6 separate regions of the Mus musculus genome follow, and all the other regions are linked to region 1. The links are chromatin contacts, called in public promoter capture Hi-C maps. All regions are on one chromosome and are shown on one strand. Each heading gives the region's core, a stretch centred on a gene start, on an enhancer-like site or on the middle of the called end of the contact. The rest is flanking DNA. Distances are from core to core; before and after follow the strand shown. Region 1 holds the start of Gimap1 (GTPase, IMAP family member 1). Region 2 holds the start of Pdia4 (protein disulfide isomerase associated 4). Region 3 holds the start of Zfp212 (Zinc finger protein 212). Region 4 holds the start of Zfp783 (zinc finger protein 783). Region 5 holds the start of Ccdc126 (coiled-coil domain containing 126). Region 6 holds the start of Tra2a (transformer 2 alpha).

What was found. Promoter capture Hi-C pulls out the DNA fragments that hold promoters and counts their contacts.
Region 2: a promoter capture Hi-C map of pre-B cells shows a contact between it and region 1, with 6 times the contacts expected there. The contact joins the promoter of Pdia4 here to the promoter of Gimap1 in region 1. A contact is called at or near these places in 2 of 39 promoter capture datasets (liver and pre-B cells), 1 of 484 Hi-C or Micro-C datasets (B cells) and 1 of 115 datasets of contacts at active chromatin or transcription factors (memory CD8 T cells).
Region 3: a contact with region 1 is called in a promoter capture Hi-C map of liver, with 2.8 times the contacts expected there. The contact joins the promoter of Zfp212 here to the promoter of Gimap1 in region 1. A contact is called at or near these places in 2 of 39 promoter capture datasets (liver and pre-B cells).
Region 4: a contact with region 1 is called in a promoter capture Hi-C map of liver, with 4 times the contacts expected there. The contact joins the promoter of Zfp783 here to the promoter of Gimap1 in region 1. A contact is called at or near these places in 1 of 39 promoter capture datasets (liver) and 2 of 115 datasets of contacts at active chromatin or transcription factors (large pre-B cells and memory CD8 T cells).
Region 5: a promoter capture Hi-C map of pre-B cells shows a contact between it and region 1, with 3 times the contacts expected there. The contact joins the promoter of Ccdc126 here to the promoter of Gimap1 in region 1. A contact is called at or near these places in 4 of 39 promoter capture datasets (the 3T3-L1 cell line, hippocampal neurons, pre-B cells and 1 more) and 1 of 115 datasets of contacts at active chromatin or transcription factors (memory CD8 T cells).
Region 6: a promoter capture Hi-C map of pre-B cells shows a contact between it and region 1, with 4 times the contacts expected there. The contact joins the promoter of Tra2a here to the promoter of Gimap1 in region 1. A contact is called at or near these places in 5 of 39 promoter capture datasets (the 3T3-L1 cell line, the C10 cell line, liver and 2 more) and 1 of 115 datasets of contacts at active chromatin or transcription factors (memory CD8 T cells).

Annotation. Positions count from the first base shown.
Region 1 is chr6:48,737,658-48,740,550 of GRCm38.p6, reverse strand. It overlaps Gimap1 (GTPase, IMAP family member 1), which reads right to left and starts at 1,504. Exons shown (of 3, transcript NM_008376.3): 1 at 1,395-1,504.
Region 2 is chr6:47,812,125-47,815,017 of GRCm38.p6, reverse strand. It overlaps Pdia4 (protein disulfide isomerase associated 4), which reads left to right and starts at 1,506. Exons shown (of 10, transcript NM_009787.2): 1 at 1,506-1,801. The coding sequence starts at 1,714.
Region 3 is chr6:47,919,103-47,921,995 of GRCm38.p6, reverse strand. Zfp212 (Zinc finger protein 212) reads right to left here and starts at 1,428. Exons shown (of 5, transcript NM_145576.2): 1 at 1,247-1,428. The coding sequence starts at 1,270.
Region 4 is chr6:47,941,791-47,944,683 of GRCm38.p6, reverse strand. It overlaps Zfp783 (zinc finger protein 783), which reads right to left and starts at 1,509. Exons shown (of 6, transcript NR_027963.1): 1 at 1,307-1,509.
Region 5 is chr6:49,317,733-49,320,625 of GRCm38.p6, reverse strand. It overlaps Ccdc126 (coiled-coil domain containing 126), which reads right to left and starts at 1,352. Exons shown (of 3, transcript NM_175098.6): 1 at 1,146-1,352.
Region 6 is chr6:49,262,647-49,265,539 of GRCm38.p6, reverse strand. It overlaps Tra2a (transformer 2 alpha), which reads left to right and starts at 1,488. Exons shown (of 8, transcript NM_198102.2): 1 at 1,488-1,702. The coding sequence starts at 1,667.

The DNA.
Region 1 (2,893 bases), core at 255-2,754:
GGATTCCATGTCTCTGTCCTGTGTGCAGAAATCAGCAAATGCCCACAAATGACACAGATCAGAACTGAAGAAACAGCCGTAAGAGCGGGGGCAATGAGCAAGGTAAGAGCGAGAGCAATGAGCAAGGCTTCTGCAGGAGCTGGAGGAGCTCTTCCTGGGGGAAAATGAGGAGGAGGCACAGGGACTCCATGGAAGCCCAGGGCAGGACGCTGGGGCTTCCAGAGTTCAGAGTGGAGGCTGGGCTTCCTTTGATAGTTTCTAAGAGAAAGGCAAACACCGAGTGAAATCTCGGGCGATAAATGTTTCTATTATCTGGGAACATAAAGCACATGCAGTTCTATATGCTCAAGAGAGCCCGGGATAGTCCAGGTCCTTGCCTACAAGCTTGATGGGGTTTTGGTTTTTGTTTTTTGGGGCTTTTTTGTTTGTTTGTTTGGTTGGTTTGGTTTGGTTTTTGTTTGGTTGGTTGGTTGGTTTTGGTTTTTGGTTTTTTTGTTTGTTTGTTTTGTTTTTTTGAAGTATTTAGGTGTTCCCCTCAACATCACACTTCTTGGATCTATCCTCAGTTGTTCTGATACAACAAGTAGTATCTTTCTCACAAGCTTAATCTGCATCCAGAATTTGAAGAACATTATTTCTTAAACCCTTCCTTGTAGACGCGGAGAAACAGAGGTATCCCTGCAGTTGGAGTGGGACAAACTCCAGGAAGACAAGTGAGGACTAATTCCATTCCTCTCAAGTTTGCTAGAGCCCCTCCGACTGGCAAGGAGAAGAAGAGACTTCTGAGAGACAGACGTGGCCCATGAGGAGTAGCCATGAAAGCATGGTTTATAAGGACACAGAAGGATCGTTTGCCTTTGCTGAATGTGCTTTTTTTTTCTATAGAAAGAAACATTTAATGAAATTTCTTTCAAAATTCATCACTTTACTCTTTAACTTGTTTTTTGGCCAAAGTACACAGTCCTGGAAGGTACTAGGTAAAGACATGTTTTTTCAAGACCTTTTAAGTTTCTTTGATACACCAGACATCACCAGCTAAAGATACCATGCAAATCAGAAAACTCTATTTTTTTTTTTTTTTTTTTTTTGAGGAATGGACTGTGCTTTGCTCCTGGGAGGAGATCTAGAGTACATTTCCCTTACTGTACGAAAAGAGTGAGGGAAGAGATAAGCTTTGTTCATCAAAGATGTGTGAACTCCTAAGACTTCCTCCAAACTTGTCGATTCGAAGCCCAGGCCATCCTAACGCATCCGGAAGCCCCCCTTGCCTGTGATGCACGCTCGCTCGGAGTGCTCCTGCATAGTGCTTTGTACAATGCAGGTGTATAGGTACCAGACACTTTGGTCTCACAGCCCAGCTTCCTCTCCACCCCAGCTCACAGCCTCAGGCTCACCTTTCTTGCTGACAGTCCCTGAAGTGACCCAGAGAAGCCCCGGCCTCGCCTTCCCTTCGCTTGTGAGTGCAGAAGTCTCTCCTTGCCCAGGGCTGAGCATAGAGGAAGTCGCTAGGCTGCCTGGGTCTTAGAGATCAGGAAACTGAGAGAAAGGCCGGATGATGATGGCTTAAAGAGACAGAAACATTTTCCATGTAGTTGTGGTCTTAGCATTCCTCTATGAAATCACGCACTCTATCTTCTCTGTGACTAAAGGCTGTTTGTCCAGAAGGGTTAGTAGAATCAAACATGTCAACAGAGCCTTCCTTGGCTGACTCTATTCTAGAATTGGCTACAGGTAATCTTCCGTGTGTGTGTGTGTGTGTGTGTGTGTGTTTTGTGGTGGTGGTGGTAGTGGTGGTGGTTGTTGTTGTTTGTTTGTTGTTTTATTTTTATTATTTTTGTTTCCATTTTTCTCTTTAAGGATTTCTCTTACTACAAAATAGCCTCCAATTGAGATTGGAGGATGACAAATTGAAGCCCATTCTAGGCTACTAATCTTTTTAAGACCCCCACTTCAAAACAAAACAAACACCAAAGGCTCAGGGTTTAGCTTATTGATAGAGCATTTGCCTAGAATCATTTGCCTAGCATATACAAAGTCCTAGGGTCTATCCAGTACCAAAGAAAACAAAAAAGAAAAATTTACAAAGAATAGAATATCTAATATCACTAAGACTGATATTGGCTATTAGTGATTAATCTTTAAATTAGTGCATGCATATTTTGTTCATTCCTATTTTACTAAATAAAGGCTTTGATTGGAAATGTGAGTTACTTTAAAAATGTCTTTTAATGGTTGAAGTAATTGCATGATTTTTCTTTTGATCTATTAATATTGTAAACTATGTTTCTATGTAAGTATATTTATGTAAGTGTTTGTATACTTGCACGCACATGTGTATGTGTGTCTGTGTAAAAGGGTTGGGTTCCAAGGCATATGGACTATTGAGGTGGAGATATCTGGTGCTGAAAGAAGCTATGAGGGAGTAGCCTTGGGATTTACACCTGAGAGAGGAAGGAAAGAAGACGGTATTGGATAAGGATAAGATTGAGTCAGTCACAACAAATGCTGACTCCACAGGGAATTCTACAGTTTGCGTAGACCTTGAGATGGAAGGTGACGAGACTGCATTTCACAGTTCTATCAGCCAGTTATTGGATGTAAACTTCCACTGGAGAAAACACTTAACCTAGAGGCATCGCTCTTCAGCAGATGCCAACCTCCGGGCAAGGGTGATAGTCAGACAGTGGGTACTGCCAGTTGGCTGCACTCCTGGTCAGCTGGAGGGAGAGGCTGTGCTGCTGCTGCATGTTGGCATGCTGATAGAATCTCTCTTGCTTCATTATCTGAGCCATTTGAAGAGATGTGTCAATATGGTTTTACATATGTCCCCCCAAAGCAGGCATGTCCAACTCTAGGGAGATGGAGGCAGGAGGATCGTAAGTTTAAGGCTCTG
Region 2 (2,893 bases), core at 257-2,756, 930 kb after region 1:
ATACATCAGGCATGTATATACACATAAACACTCTTACAGATAAAATAATAAAAGTTAAAAGAAATGGAGCTATTTTTGTTTTATGTTGGAGGAGAGGTCATAGGTTTGTGTGTATCTGGTTTTGTTTGTTTTGAGACGAGGCATTACTCTCTTGTCCAGTTTAGCTTTGAATTTCTGGGCTAAAATGATCTGCTTTAGACTCCAAAGTAGTTGAAACTACAGAAAAGAATTATATCAGAATAATAAAAAAGGTAGAACCATCACTGAGTTCTACAGAAAACACAAGAGACTGCAGTAATCTCTTGTGGTTTAACCTAGATAGAATCAATCATAAACCTCATGAATCCAGAGCATGTAGGTTGTGTGCCTGTCTAGTCTTAATTTAGTTTTCAAAACATATAATCTGAACTTCTGGCTGTGGACATGCATGCAGGAATTGTCACAGATACACTAGTAGATAGACAATCCCAATGGACTACTTCTCTAGAGAGAGATCTGCAGGAGTAAAGGAAAACACATATTCAAATTGGCCTAGGAACCTAGCCTAATAGTGCTAAAATGACAACCCAGGGGAGTAGTGATAAATACAGCTCATTTTCTCCTCCTGTATACATCAGAAAATATTGCAGGACTCTCTAAGATTTATTTATTTAGCCTCATTTGTCTTCTACGTCATATCATATGTTAATCCACAGGTGCTAACCCTAATGCCAGTACAGCTTTCTTTTCTGACATGCAAACCTAGTTTCTTTTCCAAAACACTCACGGTTATTTCTAGATCTAAATCACTAGATTGGTTATCTCTCTCTCTCTCTTCAGAAAAATCATAATACAAGGCAACGTTCAGACAAGACTCTGACTTATAGACTTAGTCATGGAGTCCAAGTTGTAATTTTTCTTTTCTTTCTTTCTTTCTTTCTTTCCTTTCTTTCTTTTTTTTTTTTTTTTGCGACAGGATATCACTAAAAGTCATGGGTCTCTGCCTCCACAGACCTGGAGTCAGCCCACCCAGCTCTGAAACAACTAATCTATTTCATATACCTCTCCGAACCTAGTATCTAGGAAAGAAACTCAAACTTTTATATGCTCAACAGAAAAAACAAGAAGCCAAAGAACAGGGGAACAGAGGCGGGATCTCTGATCTCACTTTTTCCCAAAAGTTCTGTCCTCTTTAGTTTCCTGCACAAGGACAGCCTCAGACGGACGAGCCTACACATGCACCCCACCATTTCCTTGAGTTTCTTACACGTGTTCTTCCTGCCAAGCTTGGCCAAAGGGAGCTGACCTCCCAACCAATCCCTCCCCTCGGAGTGCTCAAGCCCCGCCTCCCTGTGCAGGGCTGGTTGCCTTTGTTCTCCCCCGCACTCTTTCCGGACCTGGGCGCTCCAAGCAAACCGAGTGGCAGCCCGTGATTGGTGGTCGCGGCACAGCCAATCAGAAGGGGGCACCTCACACTAGGGCTCGGAGTTTTAAACGCGGAGCTGAGGGGCGCGCCCGCGCGGAGGGCTCAGGCAGCGGGGCGGGGCGGTGTAGGCGGGGCGCCACGGCTCTCGCCCTGATTCGTGCGGGGATTGGACGGGCCGCGGCTTCCTTACCTCCAACCAATCACCGGCCTGAACTTCCTGGAGGCTTTGGTGCGCTCCGGCGTCGCTCGGGAGGTCGGCGAGTGCTCTGCGGTGGCCGGTGTCTGCAGGCCCAGCTCTGCACCCAATCATGAAGCTCCGGAAAGCTTGGCTGTTGGTCCTGCTCTTGGCGCTGACACAGCTGCTGGCTGCTGCGAGCGCCGGAGATGCACACGAAGGTGAGCGGGAGGGCGGGTCGGAGGAGCAGCTCGCGTGGGTTGCAAACCTTGCTGGGGCCTGACAGGGTGCTTCGCTCACACCCCTGCGGAATTAGTGACCCGGTAGCAACGAACTTAATGGAGTTTCAGTGTAGGGCCGAATCTAGGGGTGTGGGCCTCTTTAGTTCCTACCTGAGACTAGGACACGGAGGGACGTGCCGAGTGCCTGGTTCGCAGCTCGTCTCTTTACCCTCACTACTGAGATTTGCCCCTTTGTTGAGTAAAATTTTCTGGAGAATACTCTCGTTTCCAAAACCGGTTTTAGAAAACGGAGGCGGGATGGCCGCTAGTAGGACCTGGAAGAGGCAGTCGCAGATACTGGGCATCTATATCAAGAAGTAGAAATAACTCAGGCTTTGTTTTCGTCTTTTATGGAAACTGGAGCTGCCGTATACAAGCATTTTATTCAGCGCCTTTTTTTGCCAGTCGCTGCACTGTGTTTTGAAAGTCGAGGCTGGTGGTGCATGTATTCTAGTAGGAACAGTATGTGTAACTCATAGACGTTATGCCCGCACCCTTTCTTCGAAATCCTCTACCGAAAACATAAAAACTTTGAAAATAGGAAGTACTAGTTAACGTTGTTCCTAGAGAACGGGTCTGATCGACACCTTTCCCTTCTAACCACTAACTTGTTGCCTACTAGGTTTAGTCTAATATAAACAAACCCCATTTTTAAAGTTTAGTGTGGAGGGGGAATGTGAACTTTATACTCCTAGGTTGAGTAAGATTCCTGTGGATCATTGATTTATGAGTCTTTGCCCAGGTAGGAAAGAGTAGAAATGAAGAGACTGCTGAAAGGGGCCAACTATCCGTCCTACCTATGAGTATATCTTGGCACTTTTGTCCAAACTGACTGAGGGCTCATTTCTTATAGAGACCCAAAATACATTGAAACAGAAAGAGGGCAGAGTCTTCATTTTAAGCAAATTTTTCACTTTTCAAAGCAGAATAGGCTTTGTGGGGGACACATGAAAGTTTGAGAACCAGTGTAGTTTGGTGTATGCTTTAAGAACGTGTTAAAAACTACACGGTTGTGAGACAGTGGTCAGTTTT
Region 3 (2,893 bases), core at 179-2,678, 820 kb after region 1:
TACACCTGGATGCACAAGTAGGATTGCTCCAAGTTCAGAGCCAGCCTGGTCTACCTAACTGGTTCCAGGCAGCCAGGGCACAAAGTAAGACCTTATTTTGAAAGATTAAAAAACAAAAACTAAACAAAACAAAAAGACAAGAAAAATACTTATGCCTGTAATATCTGCAAGTTGGGAGTCAGAGGTAGGAGTTTACAGTCATTCTCAGATAGGCTAGGCTGGGGCACATGAGAGTTTGCCTCAAAGCACAACCACTACCAAACAAACCCCAGCAGAATGACTTACACCTGTAAACTTAGCACTGGGGAGGCTGAGTCGGGAAGATTGTCATCAGCTTAAGGACAGCCTGTGAGGCTCTGTCTCAACAGTGAAAAGCCAGTTCAGGTCCATCTATCCTATTTTCCTATGTTAACCTCTACTGTGACACAGTATGAGGAGACTGGAGCCAGAAAAAAAAAAACGTAAAAATGCTTACAAGGAACTCAACATTCTCAATTCAAGTTAAGGAGACAAAGGCCTAGAGAAGTGAGCATAGACTGCCTTCCGAAGACCATGCACTGAATATATAGATAGATGAACGCTGAGTTACGGAAGATATTCCTCAAACCAATTTTCAGTGTCTTCACATTCTCTGAAAAGAGAGACAGCTGGAAGAGGCGGTAAGCGGATAACAATGCGCACCCACAGTTTTGTAAAAACAAAACAAAACAAAAAACAAGCAAGCAAACAAACAAAAACAGCAAATACACCAGTCCCCAAGGAGAGAAGGCTTCAACCTGTGGCTGCAAACTCAGTACAGATAGCTATGGCAGAACATGGCAACCGGAGCAGAGCCCCACTGGTCGGAGAGAAGCCCTAAGTCCTGGGGTCTTCCGTAGCTGAGCTCAAAGGCAACAACCCAAACCCAGGGTTTTATCCCGCGCCTTCACTCCAACTCAGAAAACGAGTCCCTAGTTGGCACGAAGCAGGAAAATATGTGGGCGCAGTCACAAACAATTCAAAAAGCCTCGCAGAAGTTTCTGCGGAAAGACGCAGAGCATCCGGGCTCTGAGCCTGACGCAGAAGGACCCAGGGAGCAAGCGAGCGGGCGGGCGGGCGGAGGGCGAGGGTACCGGGAGGGAAGTCAGCATCCGCCGGCGCCAACGGCCGCGGAGGAAACCAAGCCTGCGACCGAGCGCCTCAAGCCCCGCCCCGGGCAGGGCGCTGTCTCCCCCAAGGCCCTCCCGAGCCGGCCGGAGCACCTTACCCGAGTAGGCGTCGACTCCGCCATGGTCGCAGTCGCCCCACAACACCGACTGGCGGGATACTGCTCGAACTGTACGCCGCTCCGCCAGACGTCCTCACCCTCCTGGAAGCCGCCGCCGCCGCCGCCGCCGCCGTGTTGATACAAGGTGCATTCTGGGAGCGCTCCCCACCCCCAAGAAGAGCGGCAGCGGCTCCTCCTACCGCGCGGTATTTCTGTTGCGCCACTGTGCTCCTGGAAGGGGAACAGCAGCCTGGAAATTCAGTCATTGAGTGTGGGGTGTAAGCGTAAGGATTCTCAAAATCAAGAGCATTTTCTGAATTTGAGTCCTGCACTCCGCGAAATGCTTTAAGAGATTCAAATATGTGCAAGTTTAAAAAGGCGCGGGAAGGAGAGAGAGAGAGAGAAAGGCGTAGGGAGGAGAGCGTGGGGACTAGTAGAAAAGGAGGCTAATGGGGGTGGATGTGAACACCATACGTTCTGGACTTGCATGCAATTGTCAAAAATAAAAATAATTTTTAAAAAATGTGTACAAATGTGTACACCCTTTTCTGTGAGGGAAGAACACAGCTGAAGCTAAAGAAAAGGTGAATTCTCATAGGCAAGTGATTTTCTTCCATGCTCACCTATGACTTGGCTTTTTCTGGTCAATCCATTATAGAGTGTTAATTATGGTAATCACTTGCATTGCAGAATTCAAGATAGCCTTAATCACAAATAATTAACCTAGTCCTCACCGGGCAGTGATGGCTCATGCCTTTAATCCCAGCACTTGCGAGGCAGAGGTGGATGGGTTTCTGAGTTCGAGGCCAGCCTGGTCTACAGAGTGAGTGCCAGGGCTAGAAACCCTGTCTCAAAAAAACTAAATAAATAACCTAGTCCTCATGCCAGGGTGCCAGGGTATTAGAGGCAATGTGTTCTGCATTCTGGCTTGGAAACATCTGGCCACATCATTACCACCCCAGCGCTCAGGTGTTTGAGGCCAGCCTCAGCTATATAGTGAGTTTTTGACTAGCCAGAAATATCTAAAGAGACATTGATCCAAACAACACCCCCAAACCCAGTACTTGCAGTACTCAAATGCCTCATTTCCATTACATTGTCCTGGACATGCTGAGTGAGAATGACATGAGTTTCCACTAAGTGTGAATAGCTTCCTCTAAGAATTCAAGTACTCTCACTAGACTGGTCCCTTCTTCATTTTTCTGCAAATGATCCCTGTCTACACTGACTACAACTAACAACTTTCTCTAGAACCCAAGCCGATGGCCTGCTGAAAAAAAAAATTCTCAGCATCTGTTTTAACAGGCACTTAAAAACCTACATTTATATTAAAATAATAATAATTTTTTTAAAAGCGCTGACTCATTTAAGCCCCCCACAGCAGTCTGGGTGTGTCTGTGCCTTCATTTTATCTTTGTTTGTTGCCTTTGTTTGGATCAAATTCCTGCTTGACTCCATAACCGTGTCAATCAGTTGAGTGTGTCTACTTGTCCCATCTCATCCCCTTTCAAGCTGAAGGCAGAGGTAAGTCATTGTCCTGAACCAGCAGTCACCTTGAATCCCTGGAAGAGCAGAGTGTAAAGGATAGATCATGTCTCAGATAAGGGCAATTATCCTTGTGTGTGAAGCTGTACCCTGGAGCAGACC
Region 4 (2,893 bases), core at 260-2,759, 800 kb after region 1:
ACCCGACATGGGATTAAAATATCTGGAGCCCAGTGGTGGTGGGGGAGGGCACATGTCTTTAATCACAGCACTCTAGAGGCAGAGGCAGGCAGATCTCTGTTGAGTTTAAGGCCAGCCTGGTCTACATACAGAGTGAGTTCCAGGACAGCCAGGACTACACAGAAACTCTGTCCCCAACCCTACCCCAATGTCCCCCTAAAAAAATTTGGAAAGAAAAAACTCTGTCTATTCTGAACATGTACACATTTTTCTTGTCGTCATTTCCTCCTCGATGCAACTATTAGCCTTCCACTGTATTGGAAATCTAGACATCGATGTAATGTATTTTAAAGCATATGAATAGGTTATATGCAAACACTACACAATTTTATGTAAGGGACTTGAGCATCCGTGGTATCAGCTGTAGTTATTATCATAGTGTTGAAATCTATCCTGTTGGTAAGCTTTCTGGGATGTTAGGTACTGCAAGACAACTAAGGGGCAGGAGTAGGTGGGAAGGAACTGAAGGGTTTCTAGTCCTACTCCCACAACCTCCACAATTCCCAGTTGACTTTCTATTCCTTGTAGTCAGGGAACCTAGAAGGACACACAGCAAAATAGAGAAAGAGAGGTTCTTTTCTAAAAGCTTCCAAGAGACTAAGGTTTCAGAGAGTTGTCTGAGATGTATTGGTAATAATAGATACCACTTACTGAGAGATTTTTTTTACTGGTGAAAATCTTCTAGCATGTCCTCTAAATTGGCACACTGAACATTACCAAGCTAACCCCTCCCCCAGCTTCTTTTTGGAACTCACTCTGTAAACAGGCTGGTCTAGATCCGAGGGCCATTATATCTTGGCAAACCAACCCAGTCACAAAATTTAGAAACCTGTTGCAAATTGGGTTAAGTATTGTTTCCTACGAGAAAGTAGAGTCGCTAGGTATTTTAGTGGTAGGCTCATCCTAAGGTGTTGACCTGAGGCCCCCTTCGCAGCCTCAACCTTGCAGATGTGGCAGGAAGGCGACCCTGGCTCCTGTCTGACTGCTCGGGCGCAGGTCTCAGAAGAACACAGGGACTTTGTGATCTGCAGGGTCCTTCCAGGCCTTCCGGAGAAAAGGTAGCGCCCGGCCTGGCCGGGCTACGGAGGCCATGTCGCGCGCACCGATCTTAGGGCCCAGCCCACCAGGCCGCCTGCGGCCATGTGTAGGCTGATGGCTTCCGTGGCCTGCGTGGCCTCCAGGCCAGGGCCGGGGCCAGGGCAGGGGGTGCTCCGAGCCGGGTAGGCCGAGACCCTCGCACACAGCGGCCATGGACCGGGGCGCTTACCGGGGCAGGCGCCGCTTCAGCCATGACTACCACGTCGTCGCTGGGCTGCGGGCCTCCATCGACGCATCTGGCCAAGCGCCGGCTGATTTTCAGTCAACAGGTCGGCCCAGGCGCGGGCTGCGCGTCGGTGAGGGGCCGGAGCTGCTGTCCAGCGCCCGCACTCTCCACACGGTCCCAAGCCACGTGCCCTGCTGGCCCTAATCTACCGGAGCCGCGGCCCGGCGCGCACGGCGCCCCCTGCAGCCAGAAGGCCCGCACTCGGTGGCCGCTGGCCTGCGGCGTCAACCCTACCCCCAGGGCCCCGGGCGAGCAGGCAGCTGGCTCAGGCAAGCCTTCGGGCGGGTAAATTCGAGAAAGACGCCCGTGAGGAAAACGCTAAGGAAATCCCTGAACTCCGTGCTGGGGCGGGACACCCTCATCCCAAGGGTGTTCAGATTCCCTTTTCTAGGGTAAATTCCATTTTGGGTTTTTCAGAACAAGTAGGAAGCGCTAAGGGGAATGGTGCGTTTAAAACAAAAATACAAGCCAGGCGTGGTGGCGCACGCCTTTAATCCCAGCACTCGGGAGGCAGGCGGATTTCTGAGTTCGAGGCCAGCCTGGTCTACAAGAAACCGTGTCTCAAAAAACAAAACAAACAAACAAAAAAACAAGTCCAGGACTGGGGTGTACCTTAGTGGTAGAGCGCTTGGTAGAACCCGAGGGATGTACTTTCGGAGTATTCTCTCCATGTGCACTCACCTTTGAGGCTCAGAGCCTCTGCTTACCCCCTACAGAGCTCCTCCTTCTTCCCGCCACACCCAGTCTGGACTTAGTTGTACATCTTCTTACTTAGCCTTGGCTGGGATTGAGCGCCCTGCTCTCCCTGCCAGGAGGCTTCAAAACAGACAATGGACACAGGACCACAACTCCACAGCTACTGGGTTCATTTCTAAGGGTTTCTAACCAATTCATGTCCTGAATTATCCTGAATACATTATTCCATTTAAGACCAGTTTCCTTCTGAAACTAGAAAGCTTTACTCGGAAAAGCCATAATTAACCTTTATTTATTTATTTATAAAAATAAAACCGGTCTCTTCATTTCCTGCATTTCACAGCCATTCTATGGTCGTTATTCAACAAGCCAATAAACTTCCAGATGGCAACTGTGCTTTGAATCTTTGGGTTTGTTTTGGTGTGTGTGTGTGTGTGTGTGTGTGTGTGTGTGTGTGTGTGTGTGTTGGGGATTATCTCTAAACAAAGTGTGGGCCAGCTGACATAGTAAGGACACAAACTACCTACCTCTAAGGTGCATCACTGAATCCTTGGCATTTAGGGCAAGACCAGGCAGTGCTACTTTGAGTTAAATCAAAATAAAAAGCTAACTGAGTTCGAGACCAGCCTGGTCTACAGAGTGAGCTCCAGGACAGCCAGGGATACACAGAGAAACCCTGTCTCAAAATAAATAAATAAATAAATAAATAAATAAAATAGTTAAATCACATTTAACTCTTTATATCAAGGTCCAAATCAACATTTAGCATTATTCGTTTTGATTTATTATTAAACAGGTTCTTGTTATATAGCACAGACTGGCCTCATGATCCCT
Region 5 (2,893 bases), core at 103-2,602, 580 kb before region 1:
AAAACCCAATGTCAATAACATTGAGAAAGCAAGGGTAAAAACAACTGACAGAACCTGAACACGTTGAAGTCGTTCCTGATCAGATTTACTGCATTCACTCAATGTGTCTCCAGACAAAAACTATAACCTGGGAACAGAAATCCTAAGTGGGTGTCAGGTGATGGTGGCGCACACCTTTAATCCCAGCACTAGGGAGGCGGAGGCAGGAGGATCTCTTGAGTTTGAGGCCAGCCTGGTCACGAATAAATGCGTAAGGGGATTTATAGTTTTCTGGTCTACTGAGTGAGTTCCAGGACAGCCAGGGCTACACAGAGAAATCCTGTCTAGAAAATGAGAGAAGGGGAGTGGGGAGGAGAGAAACGACTGAACCATTAGAAACAGTACAGAAAGTTGACATAGGGCAAAGCTGCAAAGGATCTGACGGACAAAGCCTTTAATCTCCTTTTAAGGGTTTCCTATGGGACCAGGCTAGGGAGGTGGGGGAGGTGAGTCCTTGTACAGTTATATACAGAGCTGATCCCCAGGAAAGCAGAGTCATCAATTTCCTTAGAACATTCTCAGCCATCTTAAAGGGGCGGAAATTAAGAAGCCAGCATATCTTAAGGAATTCTCTGCATGTAAGAAGTAAAAATATAAACTGAACACACAACCTAGTGATTAACCAAAAGTCCACACACTTCGAATCACATTCAAAACATCTTTTCATCAAATGAAAAACTCAAGGTGTAATAGCTTATTATCCATAAATCTAACAACTTAAAACTGTATGAGATCTCCATCTGCTGGATGAAACACATCGGCTTGGAGCCATTGCTTAGCCTGAATGAAGCAGCAGGCAGAGGGACGCCAGGGGTTCGAATCCTGGCTGCCTGGCCATTCAATTGCCACCGCCTGTACCTACAGCAGATAAAGTTCCTCCCCAGCCTCCCAGGAGAAGAGTTTGGCAGGTTTAATGGGCATTTCACGTCCTTCTCCTAACGAGAGAATTGAGCTGTCAAGAGTGGAGCACAAATGAGCGCGGCCGCAGAGACTGCCCATCCCCGCAGAGCACCGCGGAGCCCGGCCCGGCGGTCGAGGCTGTCAAAGTAGCAAAGCCGGGGCCGCAGGGACACCGCCTCCCGCCTCCCCAATCTCCTCCGTCTGACCTGGCCTGCTGGTTTCCTTTCAATCACGCGGGCCGCCGCCGCGGGGCTCACAAACTGGAAGTACAGCCACAGCCCGCCACGGGAGGGCGTTAGCGGCGCCGCAACAGCCTGCGGGCCAGGACGGAGGTAGGACCGAGAGCGCTCGGCACCCGGGGACGCTACTCCCGGTTTCCGCTCCGCCTCCCGGCCACCCTTCCCCCATTCTCCGGCCAGGGCCTACTGCGCGCGGCATTGTGGGGAATGTAGTCCCGCCTTGCGGAGAGACAGCACGTGCTGTTGGCCCAGGGGCTCAGGGCGACGCGGTTGCTTAGCAACTAAGAGGCGCAGCAGCTGCATTGCTACTAGAGAAAACTCAGCACCCTATTCGCCACTAGTGGTGAAGCATCCTACTATCTACCTTCCACTAGAAAAGAAACCCCTAATGCTGTTGTCTGACACTAGAGGGCATCCTAGTGTTGGAGAGTCCAATGTCCCCATGGTGCTCCTGAAGGTCCTCACTCAGGGAAATAGGATAAAAAAATAACTAAAAGGACTAAAGACTAATAGAAACAAACTATCCTTTTCTGAGGACTGGAGACCTAGCTCAAAAGTTCAGACAGTTTGCTGAGGGACCAGAAGACCAGAGTTCAATTACCAGCTCCCACATCAAGAGGTTCATAATCTCTTGGAACTCCAGCTCCAAGGGATCCCATCTGCTTCTGGCCTCTGCAGACCTCAGCACACTCACACACAATTACATGAATACAAATAAAGTGTTTTAAAGATATTCTTGTCACGGATGGTATAAATATGTATACACATGACAAATACAAAACAACTTGTAGACAAATTATTACAATTAATAAGAGTTTAACAAAGTTAATACATTTTTAAAAAATCAAGTACTTCGGGACTTGGTATGCAGCTTAGTGGTAGAACACTTGGCTAGCATGAATATGGCCCTGATTAAATGCTCAGCACACACAAAATTACACGTTAAAAAGTCAAATTGGGCTGGAAAGATGGCTGAGCCCTTGTGCTTAGAGAGCACTCGGGTTTAGTTTCCAGAATCCACATGGTGGCTCACAACCATCTGTCACCCCATTTCTGGATATCTGACAGTCTTCCTCTGGCCTCACCAGGAATACAGTTGGTACACTAAGGTATATGCAAGCAAAATACCAATACTCATAAAATTCTCTCTCCCTCTGTCTCTCTCTATCTGTGTGTGTATATGTCTCTGTGTGTGCCTCTCTCTGTGTGCCTCTCTGTGTGCATCTCTCTCTCTGTGTCTCTGTGTGTGTCTCTGTGTGTCTCTCTCTCTGTGTCTCTGTGTCTTTCTCTGTGTGTTTCTCTCTCTCTCTCTCTCTGTCGCTCTTTCACACATACATACACACACACACACACACACACACACACACACACACACACCAAACAAAACAGGAGGACCTGGAAATCAAATGCAGCCTGGGAAAGACAGTTTTAACAGCAACAAACAAAAGACAAGCCTTAAGAGTGGAATGAGACCCTTGAAATATATAAATCAAGAAAGGCCTTGTACTCAGAATGTACAAAGAATTTTAATCACAAGAAAAAGAATCAAGGGCAAAACAAAGTGTTCCATCTGTAGAACACCAGCACATGTAGGGGTTTATTAATACCTTGTATGAGGATAGTTTGATCCTCCACGTCACAGTAGAAGGAGGGGAGGAGAAGGAAAGGGGGATCCAACCAGGGCCCTAACTAAGGAGAAAAAAAACCCATGTAAC
Region 6 (2,893 bases), core at 239-2,738, 530 kb before region 1:
AAATAACACTACATATTAACTTACATGATATTACATGAATAGAAGGGTAAGTATTTAATAATGAGCTCTCTGAAAGAAAGAGGAAGAAAAATGATTTGCTGATATTCACAACATAAATCTTCCTGTTGTGGCTGAGTCCAAACCATTAAGAGTTTAATAATGGGGGCTGGAGGGATAGCTCAGCGGTTAAGAGCACTGACTGCTCTTCTGAAGGTCCTGAGTTCAAATCCCAGCAACCACATGGTGGTTCACAGCCATCCATAATGAGATCTAACACCCTCTTCTGGTGTGTCTGAAGACAGCTACAGTGTACTTACATATAATAAATCTTTTTTTTTTTAAAGAGTTTGATAACTAGCTCTCTGACATTTCTGATAGGCTCTCTTTTTATATCTCAGGTTGGCTGGAACTTCCAACAGTCCTTCCTTCTAGACGCCTAAGTGGTGGGATCACAGGCACAGATCACCACACCCAGCTATTTCAGGTCTTTGTGAATTCATTATTTGTGCTGGTGTTCCTTATTTTTCTAGAGCAAGAAGTATGGATACTAATGTTGCCAAACAATATATTCCCCCAATTTATTTTTATTTATTTACATGTTCTACAGTGTTGAGGACTAAACCCAGAGCCTAGTACATGCTAGGTGTGCTGGATAATTTTCTATCAACTTGGCACAGATAAGGTCACCTGAGAGGAGGGAACTTCAATTAAAATGCCCCCCGCTGTGGTGGGAGCTCATGCCTTTATTCCCAGAACTTGGGAGGCAGAGGCAGGCAGATTTCTGTGAGTTCCAGGCCAGCCTGGTCTACAGAGGGAGTTCCAGGACAGCCAGGGTTACACAGAAACCCTGTCTTGAGGTTTGGAAGCAGAGAAGAGTGAGAAACTCATGGCTTTTCAGTATAACCCCATCTGTGTATATATTGTTATTTCAACGTTTAAAAGGGCAGATACTAGCCGGGCGTGGTGGCTCACGCCTTTAATCCCAGCACTCGGAAGGCAGAGGCAGGCAGATTTCTGAGTTCGAGGCCAGCCTGGCCTACAAAGTGAGTTCCAGGACAGCCAAGGCTATACAGAGAAACCCTGTCTCTGTAAAAAAACCAAACCAAAAAAAAAAAAAGGGGGGGGGGCAGATACTGGGGATAAGGAAAACTCAGCTGGAAAAGTCGGTTTGTTTGTTGGGTTTTTGTTTGCTTGTTTTTGGTTGGTTTGTTTTGCTATGCAAGAAAGACCTGAGTTCCATACCTAAAGAGAACAAAACCAAAAAAACTCAAGAACAAAACCCCACAGGCAAAGCCAGGCGATGACACACGCCTTTAATTCCAGCACCCGGAGGACAAACCGACCCAACGCCAAACAGCAAGCTCTTGAAACCCGCCAATCTCCCGCGCTAGGCCAGGCGGACACAAAGCCTCCCGGGGCGGAGGCGGGGTTCGCGACGACGTCATCACAGGTCCGCCCCTTGACGTCAGGCGCCGGGGACACCAGGAGGTTTCTGGCGGCACGGGCGCCATTTTGCCTGAACGTGCGAGCTGGTGGGAGTGGAACGCACTGGCCGTTGTAGCCGTCGCCTTCTTCCTCCCCACAGTCCGAACAGCGCGGTGACTAGGCCGTCGGCCCTCGAGCCGAGACATATCTCTTATTTAGTTCTCGGGAGCGCCTGGCCGACATGAGTGATGTAGAGGAGAACAACTTCGAGGGCAGAGTGAGTACAAAGCCGCGGGAGCCGTCTTCGGCGGCGGCCCGATGCTCCGGGGCTCGGGGACGAGCGCGGTCGGTCGGGCGAGGTGGCGGGGCCCTCAGGAGCAGCCTTGAGGGCCACCGCGAGCGCGTCACGTCCCAAGATGGCTTCGGGGTCCCCCTGCGTGCCCAGATGCCCCACTAGCCCGCAGCGCTCCTTTCTGGCGGCTGACTGGTACCTGGCCTGGTCCTATCCTCTCCTGTCGCTCCCTTTCCTCTCAGCTTCCCATCTCTGCTCCGAGGTGCGGGTCCCCGGCGCGGTGGGGCAGGAGGCGGCGGGGCGCTCCCTCCGGCCGGATAGTGGTAGGTGCTTCCTGCGGTGGCATCTCGGGCCACCACCACCCCTCCTCCGGCCATCGCAGCGGGGTCTCGGGGTCAGAAGTGCGCGGGGCTGCTGTCCGGGCGGGGAATCGCTGGCGCGGGACTAGCTGGGGCCTGTTGTCTCCTTGGCTCTCTGTTGCAGTGAGCGGCCGCGTCTCCGTCGGAACCGGCGGCGTCGCGTCTGTAAAGGCGAAAGCCTTGAGGTTGAAGGTGGGACGAGCCCAGTGAAGTGGTTAGTCAACGACCGCAGCGACCCTTAAGAGTCCTTAAGACGAGAGCGAGCGGGGAAGGGAAAACTACGCAAGAGCCTTTCCCCTTAATGTCCTCTTTCCTTTCGCTTCTAAATGAATGTGGAAATGCAGTGACGCCTGTTTTCCTAACAGCTAGATGTTGGGTTCTTTATGTCTCAACTTCCAAAGCTTTCCTTCCTGTGACCATTCCTCTGAAAACTCCTTTACAGATCTTTATGGCTAAACTGCCAAGACATCTTACTTTAAACCTTACGTAACTGAACAAATTTCTTGCCTCAGTTTTCAAAAAAGAAAAGAAAAAAGCTAATCATTGTTAACTCAAAAGATTATACCTGAAATTTACAGACCCTCCCCCGTTTTTCTCACCCATTCCCCGGAAAAGGGACTCAAGACTTTGGTTATCTGAGGTCTTGTGAGTATAAACCGTATATTCACAAAGCTTGAGTATATTATTAGAACGTTACCGGTTTTTGAGTTTTATTCCGAAGTTACCCTAGTATTGGAAATTAATGGAAGTGAGTCCTGGTAAAACCATGGAAGGAAAAAAAAGGGAAACAAAAGTCCCATGGTACTCGAGGGCTGGC